Regions from separate parts of the Xenopus tropicalis genome. Here region 1 is linked to region 2. A link is a contact called in public Hi-C data. All regions are on one chromosome and are shown on one strand. The core of a region is the stretch at or near the end of the contact, and the rest is flanking DNA. Distances in the headings are between cores, read along the strand shown. Region 1 overlaps grn (granulin). Region 2 holds the start of fam171a2 (family with sequence similarity 171 member A2).

What was found. Hi-C and Micro-C count contacts between places; a contact is called where the count stands out from the background.
Region 1: a contact with region 2 is called in a Hi-C map of liver, with 2.3 times the contacts expected there. The contact joins the enhancer-like site here to the promoter of fam171a2 in region 2. A contact is called at or near these places in 5 of 5 Hi-C or Micro-C datasets (brain, gastrula embryo, liver and 2 more).

Annotation. Positions count from the first base shown.
Region 1 is chr10:15,071,960-15,077,532 of UCB_Xtro_10.0, forward strand. grn (granulin) reads right to left here. Exons shown (of 32, transcript NM_001078701.1): 4 at 275-416; 5 at 4-120. The coding sequence starts at 415. Among named protein-coding and RNA genes, the nearest start is that of grn, 10 kb to the right of the region's middle. Within about 2 kb of position 3,127, at least 4 of the 11 cell types and tissues checked have an H3K27ac peak or open chromatin away from gene starts, as enhancers often do. A contact at or near this core is called in liver, where this site is marked.
Region 2 is chr10:15,029,991-15,035,486 of UCB_Xtro_10.0, forward strand. It overlaps fam171a2 (family with sequence similarity 171 member A2), which reads left to right and starts at 3,119. Exons shown (of 8, transcript NM_001128032.2): 1 at 3,119-3,255. The coding sequence starts at 3,132. LOC101734916 (nucleolar transcription factor 1-A) reads left to right here. Exons shown (of 8, transcript XM_004918648.4): 8 at 647-1,135. The coding sequence ends at 697.

The DNA of each region.
Region 1 (5,573 bases), core at 1,877-4,376, 42 kb after region 2:
TACCTCAGATAATGGACAGCAAGCGGTTCCCCCTTCTGGAGTATTCACACAGGAATACTCATCAGGGCAGCCTGAGCAGGAGGTCTGGGAAAGAATCATAGGAAGGGAGCGAGACACAACCTAAAAGGAGAAATGGTCATTGTAGCACAGAGCACCATAAATCATTCTAGGCACCATAATGTCCTAATGTTGAAAAACCCACAGCTGAGGGTATTTATCTAGATCTTCTACTCTATGTGGCAGTTGTGCAGCCCCCATGCTTCCCTTTACCTACCTCTGCCGCAGGGCAACAGCCATACCCCTTCTTGCCAGGCAGTTCACAGCACAGACTCTTTTCTCCACAAGTGCTGCCATCTGGGCAGAGTGTGGCACTAACAGTGGAGACCACAAGCAGAAGAAACCAAGGTGGACCCATCCTGAGGGGGGGAAAATAATCAGACAGCAAAGTGTTAAAAACCTTGTACACAAAGCACGCTGAATGGCGTAAAGCCACAATAGTAACAGGTGTTTAGGCTTATGCATGTAGTAGCCTGGAACAGATTTTGCATCAGGCAGGAAGAAGAAGAAGAAAGTACAGGATGCCTTGCTGCTTTGTTAGCAAGTAGTAAAGAATATTTTCTCATTAGGGGCTTTCCGCAAAACTGGTGACACCCAATAAGCACAAGTATTAGCAGATATTTTTGTTAACATCTTACAGGGGGACTTAAATAAAAGGACATGTCACCCCAAAAAATAATTTTTTTTTGCCTAATAAAAGAAAACATAATTTCCAATACTGATTTATTAACATTTTTTAGTGCTTTAAAAGTTATTTGTAAATGTAATTGCTATTGAAAGTAGAATTTGCTTAGCCAACAATTTATGATTTTTTAAACAATGTTGCAAAAGCCAGTCTCCTCCAGCAAGACAGGTCTGTCAATCTGCTGACTTGTGTCAGTGTTTTAACATACAAATAACTTAAGAAAACAGAATTCTAAGCAACTTTGCAATACAAAATTGTAATGGTTTTTTTATTAGAAAAATATATATTTTTGGGTTGATATGCCCTTTAAATAAACATTTATGGACAGTGTACAATGGGGATTAGTAGTGTTACCCACCCCAGAGACAACTCAAGCCATGTTTGGCTGGGCAGCCTTCTTTATCTTCCATATTTTTGTTTATTCAGGAGAGAGAATCACATTTGTAGCTTTTCTAGCCTAATTTCTTCTTGAGCATTCATTCTCCTTTAAGAAGAATAGCATGACCATTTATAGTATGATCTGTATAAAGGGTTACTGTTTATCAGCATATGAGCAAGTCTCTTCAGAAAGCATGTATACAAGTCCAAGACTGCTCCTCTGTTCCCCGTGGGACATTATATAGTGCCATTCTGGCGCTCTGACTATACATCCCACCCCCAACCCAAACACAAAAGGAGCTAAAACAAAGGGGCTGATTTAATTAATTTTTGCGATTTTTCGTCGGCGCCACGACTTTTTCATAAATTGTCGCGACTTTTTCGTAGCCATTACGACTTGCTCGTAAATTGTCGCAACTTTTTTGTAGCCATTACGACTTGCTCATAAATTGTCACAACTTTTTCGTAGCCATTACGACTTGCTCATAATTTGTCGCGACTTTTTCGTATTGAGCACTCGTAAACGTCGGGCAAACCTTTGCGACTTAGCATGATTTTGGAAGCCTCCCATAGGGCTCAATGGCACTCTGCAGCTCCAACCCGGCCCAAGGAAAGTCTCCCATAGGGCTCAATGGCACTCTGCAGCTCCAACCCGGCCCAAGGAAAGTCTCCCATAGGGCTCAATGGCACTCTGCAGCTCCAACCCGGCCCAAGGAAAGCCTCCCATAGGGCTCAATGGCACTCTGCAGCTCCAACCCGGCCCAAGGAAAGTCTCCCATAGGGCTCAATGGCACTCTGCAGCTCCAACCCGGCCCAAGGAAAGCCTCCCATAGGGCTCAATGGCACTCTGCAGCTCCAACCCGGCCCAAGGAAAGTCTCCCATAGGGCTCAATGGCACTCTGCAGCTCCAACCCGGCCCAAGGAAAGTCTCCCATAGGGCTCAATGGCACTCTGCAGCTCCAACCTGGCCCAAGGAAAGTCACGATACTGAAGCTTGAATGAATCCGAAACTTTCGTACTCGGCGCGACGGCTACAGAAAAGTCGCGACAATTTATGAGCAAGTCGTAATGGCTATGAAAAAGTCGCAACAATTTACGAAAAAAAAAAAAAATGCATTCGGACGTTCGTGGATTAGTAAATGTGCCCCAAAGTATATTAAATGTTCTACAGTGACTGCTGAAAGAAAACCTTATACATAACATTTTGTCACTGACATGACATCGAGCCACCAGATCGTCGAAATGACACTTCAGCAACAATTTAATGCCTGTAACTCTTCTAAAGAATAGCAGAACCAATCTTGCTTAGCAATGTTCTCCCCACAGTTAGCCCTGGATGATGAAGAATTATATCAACATTTCCTATGATGCCTCACACATTATCTTTAAATAAAGTCATCTTCATTACTGAAGTTTAAGGCCAATATGGCCATGCAGTTGCCCTCCCTTCTAGACAGTGTAGCCAAAATATCTGCCATAACTCAAGGCATATATTCACTTATTCAGTAACCTCCTGGGTGGTTTTCCACATGTTACTGGTCCAGCCACTTTAGACAACTCAGGTTACATGGACAGCACCATGATGCCACCAGAATGGCACAAACTCTTATTTTAAAGAATAAGCATTTCTAATGTTCCAGGGAATTTCTTAACAGGTTAACCATGGGATTCCTGACTGCTTCTTCATGTGACCCACGCCTGGCTTGGGTATGGTACCTTGCTTCTGAAGCAGTTCAGCCCTTGTTTGAAAAGTCTACAGTGAGCTTAATGTGAGCTTGCTCCAGCATTTGGAACGCTTTAGGCTAGTAGCACAAACATATCACCTGTATGTTGGTGCATTTGCAGATATGGGGTGGAAAGCAGTGGACCATGTTTACCCATGGGTGAATTTATGCCAGAAAGAGAAAAAAAAAAGTGCCACTAGCCTAACTTTCAAAATGTGGTTGTTTTTGATAAGGGGCAACTTGTAAGCAGCACAACCACACCCACTTGGGTGAAGGTCCCACAGATAAACAACAACCAATGTGCCCAAAAATGGGACTTCTGGTGTCTATATGGGCAAACACATTGTACAGGAATGGGATGTTATCCAGAAAGCTCCAAATTACAGGGAGACCATCTCCCATAGACTCCATTTTAATCAAATAATTCAAATTTTTAAAAAGAATTTCCTTTTGCTCTGCAATAATAAAACAGAACTCTTTACCTGTTCCTAACTAAGATATAATTAAACAATAGGATTGTTTTGCCACCAATAAGGATTCAAAGATTTTTAGTAGACTTAAGTTATGGGGATCCAATCACACTCCACACTCGTTCTCATCCATGGCGTACAGATCAATGCCCAGTTTAAGATCACATACATTTCTAAGTGTCCGATTTCCTAAGAATTTTATAAAATACTGTACTGGCTAAAAGGTGAACCAAAGAACTAGATCATGTTTTTAATGAACCTAATTATGTCTAGAACTCTAATGGTATATGAATATAGTACAGCTTTTAGATTGCGCACTGTCCCTTTAAGTGAACTGTGCAGCCAGCAGATCCTAGCTGTTTCTTTTTTTAAAACAGGTTTTCAAGAAACACAAAGACTTTTACAAGCCCAAACGGTTATTGCATTTGGTAATAACAAGGTATTCGGTATTGAGTTACATTGGATCCAGTCCCAGACAATGCAGAACCTACAGTCGTGACATACACAAAGTCAGCTGACATATTGCTCAGCACCGTCAAGTTTTGCCTTCCGATGACTGACTCACAAGGCACACCCTTAAATGGCCCACTCCCCATTCATTATATCTTGCTTCTCTTAACATAACCCTTCCCTCATAAAACTCATTGTCTGCTGTGACCTTGAAACCAGCACCACGTGTATATTATAATACATTATTTTTTTTTATTTATTTTTTTTTTAAACATACACGAACCCCTTTGCTAAACATGAGCACAACAAATATAATTGCGTTAAATGTATTTTGCCTTTTTATTTAATAAAATGAATGTAACTTAAAAAACTATTAATGTAACTTATTTTTTTTTTATTATGAAGTTCTGATGGAAAGGTTTTCTCCTGAACCTACTGGCCTAACTGTACTGTACCTGAACGATATCTGACCATTCAGCTCTAGGGAGCATTTATGTGCGTATTTTTGGCTGTTCAGATAGTGTTTACTCTTTTTCTACATAAGCCCAACTGAATGAGCTAATTTCATAAATGGGGGTGAATAAAAAGGATAAAAGGTGCAATAACAACCAATGTAAGCAGGTGACTTGTGGTGACACATATTCCATGTGGAGCTAGTGACTAATGGTGCAAGCGTGCACCACTTAGTGCTTATTTTGAACAGAACTTGTGACCAGAGCGTGGCTGCACACTGCAATCAGTGCCAGATAGGAAACACAGCAGTATGTACAGAGTTCAGTGCCAGCAGGCACAAAACAGCCCTGTCCTTAGCGCCTGCCATAGGATGGATGGCCTTTTTCCACCCTGCATCCACCAGTTCTCCTTAACTGTAGCATGAGAATGATATGCACTTTAGGGGAAGGGTAGGGATATGCCAATGTGCCTACCACCACCCGTACCTTATGAATACAACACTGACAGACGCAGACAACACTGAATTAATGGAAGAAATTTGCAGAGACCTATGGCAATATGTCAAAAAGCAGGGTGCAAAATGGCACTCTTGGCACCTAACACGCAGCAATCTCACCCACACCTGACCAGGCCCACCGCATCCTCAATTTATATTCCTGCACTTGCCCAGCCCCTTTTGGCATCATCTGAGGGGGCCGGATAAGCACAAGTATATAGTGTTACAGCAGGCACATCACATAAGGTCATATCGCTTTATCTTCCAATGAGGCAATGGCAAAATTGTGTACAGTTTGTGCATTGTACATAAATGCACAATTCCAATAGATGTACAAAGGCACAACATTCCACAATTCTTGGAATTTATAGTTACAGAGAGCAGGTAGGCACCAGTGTTCTCAAAGGCAAGTTTCCCATCACCCCAAAATCTTATGCTTTTAATTGTAATTAAAAATCTGAGCTGTCAGTCATATATTGCCTGCTCCACCTCTATTGCTGAGGCATAGAGGAGAGACATGTTTAAAAAATCTTATCTGTCCATTATATAACTGCTATGGATGATTTAATTAAAAAAAGAATTTGGGTTTCATGTTCAATTTTCAAAGGGCTTTTATTAAACAACTTTTATGTGGGGGTGACAGGTCCCCTTTAAAAGGGGATGTTGACTATTATAGGAAATAATGGGTGGCATGCCTGACACCCACAAGACTGGGTTTTTAGCACTGGTGGGTACTTAAAATATATGGAACTATCCAAATGGTCCGCAGAAGTGCACTGTGTATTTTAGCTGACCTGTGCCCCAAATGGCTACTCTGGCAAGCCAGTTGTAGGAGGATGATGATGATATGCTTCAAAGGT
Region 2 (5,496 bases), core at 1,869-4,368:
ACTTACTTTTCCCACGTTCTGGTGAGGGAGGTCAGTGGGGGAGTGAAGGGGGAGGGTGGGCGGGGATTGGGTCTGGGGGGCACTTGGTTTATTCCCGTTTGTCCCCCTGGCCCAGTCCAACCCTGGTTAAGAACAGAAGCAGACTCTGTTCAATATTCAGATTATCCATCTCGTTGTGCTCTGTGATTAGTATCACTCCAATACTTAAGCTGGCCATACACGTGGCGATCTCACGATGTTTCGTACGACCGTCGGTCGCACGAAACATCGTCAGATCCGCCACACACCATTCAGGGCTGAATCGGCAGGTAAGGAGGTAGAAACAATAGGATTTCTACCTCCTTCTGCCGATTCAGCTCTGAAGGGAGAATTTTGGTCAGGCGCCTTCTATGGCGCCCGATCAAAATTTTCTAACCTGGCCGATCGGCGAGTCGACCGATATCAGCAGCTTCCTGCGATATCGGTCGGCTCGCTGACATGCCATACACGCACCGATTATCGTACGAAACGAGGTTTCGTACGATAATATCGGTGCGTGTATGGCCACCTTTACCCGTAGTAATGTTGGTTAGTGCCCCAGGGCTGGTAGTGACCGAACAGTTTAACTCAGTACTCTCATTAACCCTTCCATTCCCTTCTCTGGCAGCGCAAAGATGAAACCAATGATGAATCGGGATCTGGTTCCAAGAAGTTTTAATTAGCAAGAATTTCTTCTGTGGCTTCAGAACAAAGAGTCTCCTGTTCCCTCTTCCCCTCGGGGCTGTTGGGGGTTTTTGTATGAAACCGGCATCGGATCTGCGGCACTTTGCAGGGAGGCCTTAGGCTGCCGGCCAAGCTATTAGGAGGCTAATGGCACGTCTGGATCTTCTTTGTTGCACAGAATCTCTTGCTCCATTTGCTGTTATACATTTGGGTTCCTGGAGTTTGTGTCTGTCATATGTTCAGTCAGTGGAGTAACTGACATAAACATTGTCTTCTGTAAAAGCAACAGTAACACCAAAAAAATTGTGTTACTGTTCCTTTAACAGCCGGTGTCCTGTTGTCTGACCTGTACCTTGAACATTGCAGTGTTTATAAACATATGTTTATTATCATTATGGACAGTTACTGGTTAATAAAGCATATTTTTTGTTCATTTCTATTGTTTTTAGAAACAATCCGCTCATTGCTGATAGGTTTACCCGGGTTATTATAGTGAAGGAAGTTACACTTATATTTGATGTATTTGGATGTATATTCCTGCTGTATGTTTATGTATTAGAGCAAGTGCTAAGGATGTGGCCACATGGGGATTTACATGATCTGAGTGGCCCTGAGTGTTGTAGCTTACACCGTGCCACCTGGTTTGACTTCCTATTATAGGGTATTATTATTCTTTATATAGCACTGACCTATGTCGGAGTGCTTTTGTTAGCGGCCCCTAGCTCCTGATAAACAGGAGCACTTTATTTAGGCACAGGGTTAATAAGGTGGACACTGGCACACACAGGGTAAACGGGCAGGTGAATGGTTAAACCAGGAGCAAGGCACCAAAAGGGTTACAGTCTCTGAGACTAAATACAAGTGGATGGTTAGGTCAGGCAGTCGGGCTAAGGGCCAATACCAGGATCAGGAACCAGTATAACAATACCAGAAGCTCCTACCAGGGGCAGAGTTGCCAGCAGTAGGGTTGGCAAAGGAACTGGCAAGGTAGCATTTGGGTCAGTGGGCCTTTAACTGTGAATTTCACACCCCTAGGGTCAATTGTACCAGTAGTTGGTCCATGACGCCAATCTCCCAGTACAATGCCCTTTGGCAGATCATTTGTAGCAAGATGGTTCCTGGGTTCTTGCAGCCTCTGCTGGTATTGGCTTGTCTGGCTGAGACTTCCATGTCTGGCATAGAGATTTATGGGCTGAGGATTTATATGGCGGCTGCTCAATTGGAAGCGCTGGCTGGACAAGTAAGCACAAACAGCAATTAGGATCCATGATTGAGTTTAACCCTTTAATGTGCCAAATGCAAACTGGAAAAGCCAAGAAGCAAAGGAATGTTCAATGGAATGGGTAAAGAAGGTGAAAAGGAAGATGAAGCAGATCAATTGATAGCGAAGGAGAAATCCCAACCCCATGGATCTGTCACTACTGAGGGGGGGGGGCTGTTTGGGCCTCTGTGTACATGAAAACCAGGGTCTATTTTGAATCCCAGTCTGGGCTGGGCGACTAATCTCCCTGTGTGCCAGAGCCCTTAAGGTTTTAGGGGGAGATGAGGACAACCACAGGGTTAAAATAAAGTTTATTACAGAGCAGAGATCTTATCTTTGGCTTGAATGTTTGTATCAATAATAAAACCCTGTTTCTCTCTCTCTTACCAGAATGAGGGGCCTGAGGTCCTATCCTTCCAGGAAACATGATGTAACCAAATTACAAAGGGCTTAATCTCTGATTAATCTACTATAGCTAACTAGCTAGTGCCCCACTGTCACTTATTGTGTGCGCAGAACAGCCTTGCATGCTTCATAACTGCATATAATGCACCACCTGGGAAATACATCCTTATAAAGGCTGTTTGGGCTTGTGACGTCATCACTTATAATAAGCACCTGGTGATGTCATTAGTATCATATGGTTTGGTGTGTGTGTATGGAAGCTTGTATGTCTAAGGTAATGACCAACATTGTTATATTATATATAAAGGTGATAGTGAGCCCCAGGCACTGTCGGCATTGCTGTCAATGGGAACCTAGAGTTATAATTCAACAGGTTTAACGCTGCAGTTTTTAAGATTAACCCCGTATAAATAAAATGGGAACCCTAGTGACGACTGAATCATATTTTCATGCCGCAGATACGACAAAGGGGCGGCGGTGGCTTCTTAGAATGCGGCTGATGTAGCATTTTCCTTAGTTTTGCGATTTCAACTCGCTGTCGCAACGACGGCCTGCAGGTGGCGCTGCTGTCTAGTCTGAGAGCGGAGCCTTAACATGGCATGCCTTTACCGGCTTTGCCCTGCAGATGGCGCAGCGGATCATTCCTAAGGAAAATAGGGGAGGTGTGGCACAGGAGAGGCAGAGAGGGAGGGGGCGAGAGTCTGCTCCATAGGGTTGTCTGTGCCTGGGATACAGCTGCGGGAATGGAGGGGTGACAGGAGGCATGGGGTGTGCAGCGGACTCAGGGATGACAGGTGGGGGGCCCCTGTGCTCCTTGGTGGTCCTTCTCCTGGCGTGGTGCATGGGAGGCCAAGGGAAATCACTGCTGGAGACCTCAATGCCTCAGGGTAAGTGGAGGATGGAAGACAATGAGATGGGTGGTACAGGGCCAGCCACGGAGAGGTGGGGGGCTTGTAATGCAAGGGTGCTAGGCAGATGGAGGGCTACCGTGCTGGGGTACATTGGGGCACCCTCACTCCCCCCAACATACACATTAATGCAATTTTGGGGGAGACTTGATATTGTTGGGAACCTGATCTTTCATTGGAGGGCGGTTCTGATCCCTGATAGGGAGGGATCTGCTGCTCACTGATTGGTGGGTTTTGACATGAAAACAGGGGGTTCATGTTCAGGAGGGGGGGGGGGCTCAGTATCTCTGCAGAAGGGGTGCTCCATTGTACTGTGCACTGATGATGTAATGTGGATAGGTAGATAGGAGGGGGAGGTTTTAATGGTTGATCTATAGGGGGGGCTTATATCACTCACATCTGATATTAATCATAGAGATATACCCATGGGGGGGGGGGGGTGGAATCTTTTCTAAGAAATATGTGATCCTGCTGGAAAAGGTTGGAATCAGAGTCTCTAGGCCATGGGGGGTTCTGTGAGCCCCACTTCTGATTCACTGTTGTGTCAGGATTCCTATTTACTGTATTGCTTGGGGAAGGCTTGGGCGCCCAGCATGGCAGGGGCTGGGGAGGAGGGGAGACTAATGATGACACATTGGGTGTAATAGCTGCGGGGATCACAATGATGTATGTATCATGTGCTTTCCCCCTGCTGCTGGCTCAGTATTATAGGGTTAATCCCATACAGCTGTACTGGCACATACACCACATAGTTTCAAGTAAGAGCTGGTCGCCCCATTTGCAGGATGAGGTATTAATACTCCTAGTATTTTTTATTTCAACATGAACTACTATGGAACAATAGAGACCTGCTTTTTATTTGATTACATGTGCGGCAGCCTGTGCCGAAGGTTAAGGTTAAAGTGTTTTTCTGTGTCCTTATCTGTGTGCCTGAGTGAAGGGAAGGGGGCTATATATATATATATATATAAATATAGTGGATTAGGCCTTCCTTATGGTGCTGTGTCTGGGCTAAGAAATACCTCCAGGGGGGACATTGAATTAGCCCTTCTAGCTCCCGGCTTCAGCTGTCTCTGGCCACAGCTGTCTCTGCAGAGTGGGAGTTGGAATGGGGGTTGCATTTGTGGTTGCATTCTCCTTACAGCTGTCTCTTGGGGGTCTCTGCATGCTAGCCAGTCCATTATATCATATTTACTGATAACACTAAAAAACTGCTTAAACTGCAACTCCCAGCAGCATCAGACAGTCTTGGGCTGTTTGTGGCTTGTGGAAGATGCCATTCAACTTAAAGGGGCTGCAGGTTGGGGCAGTTGATATGAAGATGCCCCCTGCTAGAACTAGAGAGAGTAGGCCCAGCCAAGATCCCCAGCTGAGGAATAGAGGGCAGGATGTGGCCAAGAGTTTGGGAGGCACTGGGGGACTGGGCAGAGCACAGGAAGGAAGCCTGTTTCCCCGAGACAGAGTTAGAGGTCAGGCTTTGAAGCTGTGAATGTGGCAGGATAAGGGGAAGTGTGGAACAATGCAGCCTTACAGAGGCGTAATGCGCCTGTGAAACCGCTTCCCAGAAGTGGTGATAGAATTGTTATTCTGAGCCAGCCAAACTTTGTGACTGCTTCCCATGGCTGTCTCTCACAGAGGTAAATAGCACCCAGCTGTCACCTTGAGATGCTTCACAGCAGCACCCTCTCGTTGCCTGCTCTGATTGGTTGTCGCTGGGAGGAAATGATCTGAGGAGGAGATATTGCACAAACTGCTGTCTCCCAGGCAGTCTGCTGTTTTACCTGCTGTCTCATTTCCCCCTCTCGCCCTTATTAATTAAGATGCGGCTCTCTGCAGTGATTTCTAACCTTTTGTTGTTATTATTATCATTGTGAATTCATATAAAGCACCAACATGTTCCACAGCGCTGTACAACATCTGTGCGTACATCAGACAGACTGCATACAAATAGTGACAGGCAGAGGAGGGGCACAGGGCCCTGTGTTTTTAGCGCCTTTTCTTGTCTTTTCTATGTCTCTTCTATATCTCTTTGTTGTTTCTCTTTCTGAACCCCCCCTTCTGTAATGCCTGGTTCCATCGTACCCAATGGTTCTACCTGTCCCCTCTCCCCACCTCTCCTTTGTTCAGTGGATCATTCCTCCCTCTTCCATTCTGTGCTTTTCTGCATTCGCCTCTCTCCCCCCATGTGCTGCTCCCCTTTCCCTTCATCCGTCTTCCGCC